2 separate regions of the Pan troglodytes genome follow, and region 1 is linked to region 2. A link is a contact called in public Hi-C data. All regions are on one chromosome and are shown on one strand. The core of a region is the stretch at or near the end of the contact, and the rest is flanking DNA. Distances in the headings are between cores, read along the strand shown. Region 1 holds the start of AKIP1 (A-kinase interacting protein 1). Region 2 holds the start of RPL27A (ribosomal protein L27a).

The links. Hi-C and Micro-C count contacts between places; a contact is called where the count stands out from the background.
Region 1: a contact with region 2 is called in a Hi-C map of stem cell-derived neural progenitor cells, with 4 times the contacts expected there. The contact joins the promoter of AKIP1 here to the promoter of RPL27A in region 2. A contact is called at or near these places in 1 of 7 Hi-C or Micro-C datasets (stem cell-derived neural progenitor cells) and 1 of 1 datasets of contacts at active chromatin or transcription factors (stem cell-derived excitatory neurons).

What each region holds. Positions count from the first base shown.
Region 1 is chr9:13,052,912-13,058,965 of NHGRI_mPanTro3-v2.0_pri, reverse strand. AKIP1 (A-kinase interacting protein 1) reads right to left here and starts at 2,289. Exons shown (of 3, transcript XM_024346965.3): 1 at 2,068-2,289. The coding sequence starts at 2,289. DENND2B (DENN domain containing 2B) reads left to right here and starts at 2,532. Exons shown (of 22, transcript XM_063782749.1): 1 at 2,532-2,617.
Region 2 is chr9:12,823,019-12,829,083 of NHGRI_mPanTro3-v2.0_pri, reverse strand. RPL27A (ribosomal protein L27a) reads right to left here and starts at 3,244. Exons shown (of 5, transcript NM_001034084.1): 1 at 3,220-3,244; 2 at 2,771-2,834; 3 at 1,958-2,033; 4 at 1,148-1,322; 5 at 194-362. The coding sequence starts at 3,222. The coding sequence ends at 234. It overlaps LOC112204892 (small nucleolar RNA SNORA3/SNORA45 family), which reads right to left and starts at 1,812; the gene lies at 1,683-1,812. LOC112204891 (small nucleolar RNA SNORA3/SNORA45 family) reads right to left here and starts at 601; the gene lies at 471-601.

The DNA.
Region 1 (6,054 bases), core at 1,040-3,539, 230 kb before region 2:
AAGATTAGAGTTTTTTGAGATCTTAACATATGAAACTGAAAAGCAGGGCAGAAACAAGGTATTCTCTTCCATCTCCTTTGTGGATCAGCCTCCTTACAACCATGTAGGACTCACGAAGTGTTAAGACTGCATGAGGCCAGAGTCTGCTGTAATTCCTAGAAGACAGTGCCTTCCATGCAGGTAATTTCCTTGAATGTTTTCTGGCCTGCCCTCAACATTCCCTAAGTATCGAAAGATGACTTGGCTGGGTATGGTGGCTCAAGCCTGTAATCCCAGCACTTTGGGAGGCCAAGATGCACGGATCCCTCGAGGTCAGGGGTTCGAGAGCAGCCTGGCCAACATGGTGAAGCCCTGTCTCTACTAAAAATACAAAAATTAGCCAGGCATGGTGGCATGTGCCTGTAGTCCCAGCTACTCGGGAGGCTGAGGCAGGAGAATCGCTTGAACCAGGAGGCCAGGAGGTAGGGGTTGCAGTGAGCCGAGACTGAGCCACTGCACTCTAGCCTGGGTGATGGAGTGAGACTCTGTCTCAATTGAAAAAAAAAAAAAAAAAAAGGTCGGGCACGGTGGCTCACACCTGTAATCCCAGCACTTTGGGAGGCTGAGGCGGGCAGATCACGAGGTCAGGAGATGGAGACCATCCTGGGTAACACAGTGAAACCCCGTCTCTACTAAAAATACAAAAAAAAAAAATTAGCTGGGCGTGGTGGTGGGCGCCTGTAGTCCCAGCTACTAGGGAGGCTGAGGCAGGAGAATGGTGTGAACCCAGGAGGGAGAGCTTGCAGTGAGCCGAGATCGCACCACTGCACTCCAGCCTGCGCCACAGAGCAAGCCTCTGTCTCAAAAAAAAAAAAAAAAAAAAAAAAAAAGTTAAAAAAACCCCCTAATATTTAACTTATTTGCTATGAAATTCGGCAAATAAGCTATTTTCCCCCCACTAGACTGAAAGATCACTGAGGGCAGAAGACCTTTTCTGACTTTTCATTGCTATATTGTCAGCTACAGGGTTAGGCATTCAATAAACATTTATTGGGTGAATTCTAACTTGGATTTACCCCCTGGTTTAAGTCCTTGACTGATTACAATCTGACCGTGAAGGCTGGGCAGGAGAAACAGGTAGTCTCCAGATTCTCCGTAAATTCCAGAAAGATCCAAATGTGGTCCATCAGCAGGTGATGGGGCATAGCTTTGGTTCACACCAACTTACCCCACACTGACTTGAAGTATAGTCCATGAATTCAGCCATTGTTCTGAAGGAAGCACTAAGGGTTGGGGGTCTCTCTTCTCTCTATTTGAATAAATGGCACGTCACAGGTTAGCTCTAGGATTCCCTGCTGGAGAATGAAGCCATTTTGGAAATAGTCTCCTTTTTACTTTTGGAAAGGCTCTGCAAGTTTATGTCAGAAAGAACGATGTTATTGAGAAAGAATTCCAACTCTAAAAGATAGACATGCAATTTATCCAGGATCTAAGAGGCAGGTTTGCAGGCTTTCCTCTATTATCAGATGATAGCTGTAAGATTTTTTTTTTTTTTTTTTGACACGGAGGTTTCGCTCTTGTTGCCCAGGCTGGAGTGCAATGGCGCGATCTCGGCTCACCGCGACCTCCGCCTCCCGGGTTCAAGCGATTCTCCTGCCTCAGCCTCCCTAGTACCTGGGATTACAGACATGCGCCACCACGCCCGGCTAATTTTGTATTTTTAGTAGAGATGGGATTTCTCCATGTTGGTCAGGCTGCTTTCGAACTCCCGACCTCAGGTGATCCGCCCGCCTCGGCCTCCCAAAGTGCTGGGATTGCAGGCATGAGCCACCGCGCCCGGCTAAATTTTTTTTTTTTTTTTTTAAGTAACCAACCAGGGCTGAACACTACCGTTATTCTACAGCTACCCAACAAGAATCTGTCAAATGTAAAGCGTTTTGAAAGGACTTTTCCATTCATTGTTCTGATCCTTTCCAGCTTCCGCTAAGGGGAGGTTTCCTCAGCTGCTTCTGCGCTGCGCACCCCTGGCTCCCAGCGGGCTACCGCGGCGCGAAGGACTGGGGCGGCCCCCGGCACAGCGACCCTCACCTCTCCTGGGAGAACGCGCTGCGGGCCGGCTGCCGGCTGTTTCTCTAGGTGGGGCGCCTCCCGGGCAAGGACCCCCATGCAGCCTTTGGGACGCTCCAGGGCATGCCAGTCCACCGCCCTCCTCTTGGCCCTCTCCAGCACTTCTAGAGCCAGCCTTGCTGAACGCTGCAGGGAACGTCGGTCCACCCCATTCAGCGCTGCGGCCGCTAAACAGTTGTCCATGGCTCCCTGAGTGGGCACACAACGTACAAACGCCGGCGGGTCACCTGGGCCGCGGCGACCCTGCTCCAAATCCGGGTGGGAGCCCCAGCCTCGACCTCCCTGGAGACCACCGCTCCTGGTCCGCCCCCAACGCACACTCCAGCGGGAGCCCAGCCAGGACGAGGCCTAGCGCGCCCGCCCCTTCCATTTTCATCTACCCCTTCCGCTACCTAGGGAGCCCCCTCACCCGGCTCACTCGTCAAGGCGCATGCGCGCAACGCTATCCTAGGAAGAGGGACCAGGCCTAGCGCTCCCGGCGGCGCCGGCGCAGCTGGGCCATTGGCGGAAGGTGGGAGAGGCGGGAGAGGCGGGAGAGGCGGGAGAGGCGGGAGAGGCGGGAGAGGCGGGAGAGGCGGGAGAGGCGGGAGAGGCGGGGCGGCCAAACACGCCTTCTGCGTCCCAGCCTTGGCGTCTGCGCGCGAGTTGCCTGGTTAACTGCTGAGCGCTGGAGGCGGGGCGCCGGGCGCTGGGGGCCGGGGGTCGGGGGTCGGGGGCTGGGGGCTGAGGACTGAGTCGAGCCAGCAGCCCAGGGCATCTGTCCACGCTGTCGGAGGAGCCTCTGGGCGTGGGGCTGGCCCTTAGAGGGCTACTGCGCTGCTTAACTTGGTGGGTATAAAGGCAGGTCTCCTGTTGAGCTAAAAAATTATGGGGTACCAGCTAGGTAGGCAACATAGCGAGAACCCGTGTACACACACACACACACACACACACACACACACACACACTAGCCAGGAGTGGTTATGGGGTACCAGCTAGGTAGGCAACATAGCGACAACCCGTGTCCACACACACACACAGTAGGAGGAGTGGTGGCGCGCATCTGTAGTCCCAGCTACTCGGGAGGGTCGAGGTGGGAGGATCGCTTGAACCCGGGAAGCGGAGGTTGCAGTGAGACGAGATCGCGCCACTGCACTCCAGCCTGGGCGACAGAGGAAGACTTCGTCTCAAAACAAAAACATCATGGGGAATAAGGCAAGTGCCTCCCGCGCCTCTTTCTGCTTGGTCTACATTTTGGGGTGTCGCTACTCTTGTTTGAGGAGGTGATTAGGCCAAACTGTGTGGCTGCCAAGGTGGCCTTTGGAGAAGGGAACAGCTCGGGATTGAGGCGAGACGGAGGCGGGGCTGTCTGCAGATGTTCCTGGCCCCCGGGGCAGGGGGCGCCTGAGAAGTTGTAGGGTCTCTCATAATCCCTCAGCGCAGCTCTCTCTCCCCTCCAGTGGGAAGTACGGATTCACACATTTTTGGAGACCTGTTCTCTTGGGGTCTGACTCCATCTTTTAGGAAGACTGCACCATGTTTAAGGAACTGTGAATGCTTACTTAAACCATGTTTAAGTAAGGACCTGTCACTCCACTCCGCTGGTTATTTGGTAGGAGATACAGCCCAGGCTCTCACTGCTAATTAGTGACTCAGCCGCACCACCCAGCGCAAAGCAAAGCGCCGATGCTTAGGAAGGTCCCCTTTGAGGGACACGCTCAGTGGGGGTCACTTTAAGGAACACAAAGAAATCCTCCTTTAAGTCTCCTCTGTGGTTCATGAAAAAGGAGAGAAACTCCATCCTCACCTAGTCTCAACAGATGGCTTGCTGAGCAATTATCAGGTACCAGGTAGCCGAGCAATACGACCTCCTTCTATGCTACTTAACTTTTGCAAATTTCCTGCTTTCCCCTTATAAAAAAGAATAACAGTGAGTGAAACCCTACATTATTCTTGAGATGATTTTTTTTTTCATTTTATTGGTATTCCAAAACATTGCCTTCAATAAGGGTTTATCAAGTGCCTCCTTTAGAACGTAGTGGTTATACGTGCATGGGGTCCTGTATATCCACTCGGGGGAGCTGGTTTGAATTCTGGCTCTGCCATCTTTTTTTTTTCCATTTCTTCTCCTTCTCCTTCTCCTTCTTCTTCCTCCTCCTCCTCCTCCTTCTTCCTCTTCCTCTTCTTCTTTCTTCTTCTTCTTCTTTTTTGTTTAATAAAGAAACGAGGGTATCACCCTGTCAGCCAGGCTGAAGTGCAGTGGCACGATCTCGGCTCACTGCAGCCTCGACCTCCTGGGCTCAAGCGATCCTCTTCTTCAGCCACCACGCCCCGCACATTTTTTAAATGTTTCGTAGAGACAGGGTCTCCCTATGTTGCCCAGGCTCTCTGCCACTTTTTTGCTCTGTGGTTCTGGGCAAACATATTACTTCTTTGAGCCTCACTTTTCCTCATCTCTATATCTGGGGATTCCAATAGTACTAACTTCTTTAGACTGAGCTTCTTGAGGGAAGCGACTGTATCTGTAGTGTTTAGAGTTTAAGGTGCATCTAGTATTTACTATTTTGTCTGTCACAGTAAGGACTAAAAATAGCCCTTGAATGTGTGAATTGGGTTGCCATTAGGATTCTGTGAGATAATTCCTGTAAAATGCTCAGCACAGTGCCCGGCAAAGATAAGTGCTCCATAGACTTAGCTAGCATTAGTATGTGCCAGACACTGCCCTAGGAGTTGTGGAGAACAGAATGTGGATCAGACTAAAGGAGAATAAAAAAGAGGAAAGAATGCGCATAAAATCTATAATACCAAGAACAAAATATTCGGACATGCCATAAGATTGACACAGATAAAATGCTATCAAGCTTAGGAGACTATGTTCAGCTGGGAGGATCAAGAAAGGTTTTGCAGAGAATGTAGTTTTCAAGCTAGGCCTTGAAGGATGGCCTAGGAATTAGTGAGAGAAGAGGTAGATAAGATACCTGTTAACTGCTTTTACAATAAGTGTGGTTGGAGTGGGACAGAATTTGGTCCTCTTTATTTTTTATGGATTTCAAGGTTTTAGCACATTCCTCATAGGGTTATTGTGAATATCAAGTAAGTTAATATCTATAAAGTGCATTTATAGTACTTGGTACATAGTAGGTGCTCAATAAATATTAGCTAGTATTATTATCTTAAGCTTCAGCCTGGTCTCCCAAAATATGCTCTCACTTACCCAGTATCATAGCCACACCTCATCTCATTTGTCTCTCTTCCCCATTCTATTTTAGTCATTCCAGTTGAGGCGCTACTTTCTTTTTGTCAGGTCAGCTCTTTGAAACTTTTCCCAGTGGTTCCCAGTTGCCACCTCTGTTGCCATATCCTTAAAAAAATTTTTTTTGTGTACTTTTCCAATCTAATTTAAATTATGTGTAGTTATGGTTTCTTCTCTCCCAATAGCCTTTCAATTCCTTGAAGGCAGAAACTGTTCCTTATTTGTCCCTAAACATTCCAGGGCCTGTTAAGTAGGGGGTGTTCAGTAGACATTTGTTGAAATTACTCTGATTTAATTTTTAAGTTAAATAGACTTCTGTTAGCCCAGATAAAGAGGTGGCTTTGTGGTGGCTCATACCTGTAATCCCAGAAGTTCAGGAGGTTGAGGTGGAAGGATTACTTGAGGCCAGGAGTTTGTCAGCAGCCTGGGCAACATAGTGAGACCCCTGTCTCTATTTTTTTAAAAATTAAAAAATTAGCCTGGCATGGTGGCTCATACCTGTAGTCCTAGCTACTTGGGAGGTTGAGATGGGAGGATTGCTTGAGTCCAGGATGTTGAGGCTGCAGTGAGCTATGATCGTGCCACTGCCCTCCAGCCGGGGCAACAGAGTAAGAACCTATCTTAAGAAAATAAAAAGAGTTGGCTTTTCTATTAAAAAAACACCTACCTACATGAACTTTAATGAATGTAATGAATATTCAATTGTAACTACATTT
Region 2 (6,065 bases), core at 1,995-4,494:
AGGTATTATTCTGACTTTATAAACAGAAATGTTTAACTGGCCAACGTCTGTGTTGGTCTTACGTTTACCATATACTTTGAGGGAAGTCAGCAGAGGACCCCATGTCTTCATACCCTAAGTACTAGAACCTGGGCTCCCAATGCACACAGGATGTAGAGGTGCCACTGAAGAACCTACACTCACACCTCAAGGAAAAAGTAGTTAGCATTTAATGAAACTCCCTCCATGTGGCTTCAAGCCACCAGGACACAGGCCCCCCCAACACTCTTAATCTTCTCCTCAGCTCTTCTGCTGAAGAATTTGGCCTTCACGATGACAGGCTGCTTTGGGAGCTTTCCCTTTCCCAGAACTTTGTAGTAGCCCTAGAAGAACAGAGAAAAAAGTTTACAATACACTGTAGTAGGTACCAACTGCGTGATGGGCATGAGGAAAGACTGCCAACCCACTTTCTAAATCCCTAGGCAGGGTATGTATGTTTCTGATCTGGGCACTAACGGGGGCACCGACTGCCCCCACCAGTGAATCAAGACCAGTAGATTCTCTTCGAGTACTCTAGCACACCAGGACAAGAGTTGTGTCAGGATGTGACTCTAGTCTCGGCAAAGCATAAGCCTCCTCCTGCTCAAATACCCCCTGCTAAGCAAAAGAAGACAACCACCTTCCTGACCACCAGAACTACTCAATGGACATTAAATAGGCTGGGAAGTGAATTTAAAGCGTCCCTAGGGTTCTGGCCTCTTAACACTACCTCTGTATTCATGAGAGTTAAGACTGACACAGGGACCAGAACCCCCGCAAGGACAGACATAATACATCTGTTTTGGGGGAAAATCTCTTCAGATAATGCATGGCACTGAGTATCAATGGAACATATTAGGATTCTATTATCTGGAGAACATGAAGGGCCAAGAGCTGTGCTCGGTGAAAACCAGCTATAGTTCAAGCACGAAATGCAAACCTGATACAACCTGGGCAGTGACAGTAGGCACTGCTACGGATAGGGAACTACCTATGATAATTCTACCACAGGAAGAATATCAATGTCTGGTAGGTAACTGGGAAGTACAGATTATATAAGTGGATTAGATTAAGCCAGAGTTTTGTAAGGGAAGGTATGGAAGTATAGAAAAACATCCAATTAACTTACCGATCGCACCACATCAATGATGGGAGCAGCCCCAGTCTTGTTTTTAGCAGCATTCACCCGTGTCTGTTCACTGACCAAAGTCCACAATTTGTCAAGGTTGACAGTTGGGCAGAAGCTCTGGTTCCTCTTTAAGTGGTAATGCTTCATACCAACTTTCCCAAAGTAGCCTGGGTGGCTAGGAAGAGATAACAACCACCTTCATACACACTCCAATTAAGATGCTATGTTTATCATCTTTATAGTTACCACCCCCTATTACAGTGTAAATTATTCACTGGTGTAGAGCAGTGTCAGGCATATGATACATCTGTTGACTTAAACAACTGTTTTAAAACCACCAAAGACTATCATGAGGAAAAGGCTAGTCTTATTTCCTGGAACCAGGATAAACCACCGACAATGTCAGAGGCAGGGCCGAGACTAAAATTCAAGTTACATAACAGCACTCTATGGAAAATCTACATACTCCTATAATAAACGTCTTCTGAATAGCCAAAATTTATCATCCACTAGTTTGTGGGTAGGTGAATGTGAAGCATGTCTCTAACCTGGTGACTGACTGTGCCATAAGGCCCACAGCCAGTGAATAAGGTCAGCAGTTACTCTCCGAGGACTCTAGCACACTCAGGCAATAGCCGATACCCAAGCGTGACTCTAGCCTCGATGACAGGTTCTCAGTTCACACCAAGTGTTAACTTGGTAAAAAACAGCAATAGGCAAGGCTTGCTTCTGAACTTTTTGTTTAAGCCAGCCCTCTCTCTGCCCCTACCTCCCAAGCTGTGTCAATAAAAGCAGTCCAAGGACACTTACTATTTGTCGAAGTTGATCCGGTGGTGATGCAGACCACCAGCATTACCGCGGCCGCCGGGGTGCTTCCGGTGCTTGCCTGCAGGAATACAAAGCTACGTGGGGCCGGTGTGATGGCTCATGCCTGTAATCCCAGCACTTTAGGAGGACGAGGGGGGTAGATCACCTGAGGTCAGGAGTTCGAGACCAGCCTGGCCAACACGGAGAAACCCCCGACTCTACTAAAAATAGAAAAAGAATTAGCCGGGCGTCGTGGCGCACACCTGTAATATCAGCTACTCGGGAGGCTGAGGCAGGAGAATCGCTTGAGCCCGGCAGGCAGGGGTTGCAGTGAGCCGAGATTTCGCCACTGCACTCCAGCCTGGGCGACAGTGATCAGTCTCACACACACAAAAAAGCTACATGCACCACACAGCCTTCTCATGCATCTCAATACTTCCTCGCACAAAAGCAGAGTGTTTCCCAGACTTCTGTGTCCCGCTTACGCTGTTCCCACCCTACCGATGCCGGTTTTCAGCAATGCGATTACTTTAGGATTCCGGGTGAAACATCTTTTCAGGTTCCACATCACAGCATTCCCACAGTACTCCATGTCTTCAACTAACCCAATACCGTGCCTGCTCAATTCCTATTACCCCACTGATGTGAAATTCCTTAGAAATGGAATACTAGAGGATCCTCAGAAAAAAATCAACAGCTGTCCAACTTGACCACAAAAAGGTCTTATTCTAACCCACTTATAGGCTACCGATCTCCAGCCTAGCTAAGCACCCGAAGAGAGCCCAAGGCCCACCCCGAGGGGAAGCCGGCACTTACCTATGCGGCCGTGGCCGTGGCTCACGTGGCCCCTAAGTTTCCGGGTCTTCCTCAGTCTGGATGGCTGTTTGGAAAAAGCTTGGTGGTAAGGCCTAAGGAATTAGGGGCAGGGGGCGATGCCTGCCAGCTGAGATGGTCCTGTAAGCCTGTGGGTCAAAGACCTAACTTCTGGAGCGTTTGGGAAAGTTGAGGGTACCGATCGGCTCAGGGCCGTGAGGTCTCACCACGGTAGCGCAGGGGCCCGCGTGTCCTAGAGATCCGAACCGCGGGCCTAACACACGGCTCCGGGAGCCCCGCCCCGGGCCCGCGCCGGCCACCCTGCCCTGCAGGCGGCCATGCGCAGCCTGGAAGCCCCGACCATGGTAGACAGTGGATGACTAGGGGCAATGGGAATACAGCTTAGGGGTCTCCGCCGGCAAGGAAGAGGAGGCAAGAAACCAAACACCTACCATGTTGGCAGCCCAGACGAAAAAGGAAGGCCTTCGCCAAGTCTCGCGAGGTATCGGCCACGGGGGCGGGGGCAAAACGCCTCACTTCCGGTCACAGAGGCCGGGCTTCGGGCGGGGCCTCTTGGTCTCGCGGGATTGCGCGCCTGCTAGTCGCTTCCTCTTTCTGAGGGTGGTGATCCCCCATCACGGAGTGTCCTGGTGGCGGTGTACGGTTTCGGTGAGGCTCGCTGTGCTAGGCTCGGAGGGCGAGAACTGTTGAAGAATCGGGGCTAGGTGTGCTGTACTGCACGCCGCCCGTGCTTGCTTGAGCCAGGCCCTTTTCTGGCGCCTTGGTCAGGGAACCGCCTAAGCCGACCCTAAGGGCCTCGGTGTCTGAGCTCCTCACCAAATGCGCCAGCCCTGAGCCGCCCCGCGCGCCTCCACAGTTCTTAGTGGTCTGCCCCGGGCTGGTGATAGTGGCTACTGGTTTGTCTCCCGGCCGCAGTGCGGAACCGCGAGGCCCTCTTTAATCCTCAGTGTGCCCACCTGGTGTCTCGCTCGGTTTCCTGAAGCTCGGGCGGCTCCCGAAATGCCTTCTCCCGCTCTCACACTTCTGAGTGGGCACTGCAGCTTCCTTTCTCTTTTGCCCTTTTGCTATCATTTGGTTGTCCTCTCAAGTTTGAGCAACTTAAATTGCTTCAGGGACTTACATGCCTGGTTGCTTTATGGTCCTTTTAATGCAGATGTTGTAAATACTTTTTCTAAATGCCACATTTAGGCCAGGCGCGGTGGCTCACACCTGTAGTCCCAACACTTTGGGAGGTCGAGGCGGGAGGATTTCTTGAGGCGAGTAGTTCAACACCAGCCTGGGCAACATAGTGAGACCCTCGTCTCCACATACAAAAGTAAATAAGTAAAAATAAATGCTATTTTTGAATTTTCTCCAGAATCTACATAACACGCCTGTGACCCTTTCCTGGACACAATGCAGACAGTTGCTCGCTTCCCCACCTGTACCACCACACAATCTAGTATAACCCTTATGTAACTTATTGACCTACGTTTGTCTTCCCTACTAGACCTAATTCCTTATGTGGTCAAGGACTGTTTTTTTTAATCCACACTCAACTAGTGATTGTTGAGTGAATAAATGAACTTACCCTCACCTCCCTGTCTTCGCTAATAGCAGCGTGTCTTCGCTCTTAAGTCGGTTCCTTCAACCAGTGTTCAAGATCCCATCCCCTCGCTAGTCTATTAATAGATCCCATGGGAAAAAGGAAATACATTTTTAAAATCCCATCCCCTCAGTTATTCTCTGTGTGTATGTGTGAGCGTGTATTTATTTATTTTTCTTTGTCTTGCCCCCTTCAGCTAAAATATATTTTAGCTAAAATATCCAAAATTCTGGCCGGGCGTGGTGGCTTACTTTTGTAATCCCAGCACTTTGGAAGGCCGAGGCGGGCGGATCACGAGGTCAGGAGATCGAGACCATCCTGGCTAACACGGTGAAACCCCGTCTCTACTAAAAATACAAAAAATTAGATGGGCGTGGTGGTGGGCGCCTGTAATCCCAGCTACTCTGGAGGCTGAGGCAGGAGAATGGCGTGAACCCGGAAGGCGGAGCTTGTAGTGAACCGAGATCGCGCCACTGCACTGCAGCCTGGGCGACAGAACGAGACTCCGTCTCAAAAAAAAAAAAAAAAAAAAAAAATCCAAAATTCTCCCATGTCATTGCCCTTACAGCCAAGCTCCCCAAAAGAGTAGTCTACAAATCCTGCCCATTTGCACCTTCCCATCCATTGTTCGCTGCAGTCTAGCTCACAGCCTGTGACTTCAGTGAAGTTGCTCTTACTAATGTCATTAATGAACGAATTGCCAAATTGGACTCTTCCTATTCTTCATATCACTTGTTCTTTCTGTTGTACTTTAATCTGTTGGCGTCTTTTTCTAGAAAAAGTCTTGCCTTCCTCCTACTCTGGTCACTTTTCAGTCTTCTTTTCAGGTTCTTCCATCCAGCGTTGTCCACCATTTGAATGTTGATGTTCCTCAGCCTTCTGTCCTTGTCCTTATCTTTTCACAGTACATGGTCTTCTTGGGTGGCTTCAATTCACATCCTTATTGCTGAGCTCCACACCCATATGGTCACTTAATTACTGGTTAGTATTCCTTGGACATTCTACAGACAAAGTAAACATATCCAAAGAACTCAATCTGCACTGCTCACTGGTGCCTTCTCCTTTATTCTCTATCTTGGTGAGTGGCACCATTGTCCACCTAGATAATGAAAATTGTCCCCAAGCCTTCTCTTCTTCTACTACACTGTCACCCTATCCTTTTGTTTCTGTATCTCCCCAATGTGCTTCCTCTGTTTAAGCCTTAGTGCCCCTGCCTTCATTCAGGCCCCCATCATATCTCTTAACTGGAGTTTACAACACCTTCCTTTGTTCACTCTGCCTGCATTCTAACCCTCCTCCAATTTCTGTATCCTTCACACCTCCACCACGTTAGTATTCCGAAAACATGACTTTCATTCTTTTACTTGATCAAAAAGTTCAATAGCTCCTTATGACCAACAGAATATAGCCCACTTGCCTTTCCAGCCTTACCCCAGCCTCTCCCTTACGCAAGCTTTCTACTGCAGCCATGCCTGGTATATCCCATTTGCATTTTTGCCTTTGCTCATGCTGTTTCCCATCCCGGAGTGCCCATCCTCTTCCTGACCACATGTCCTGAATCTTCCTCAACCTTTAAGGCCAACTTTATATTCTGCTTCTTCCCAGAACACTTCAGTCCACAAGGATAACAACAAACATTTTCAGAGCACTTGGCAATTTACAAAATACATCTGCCTGAAGGTACAGCACTAC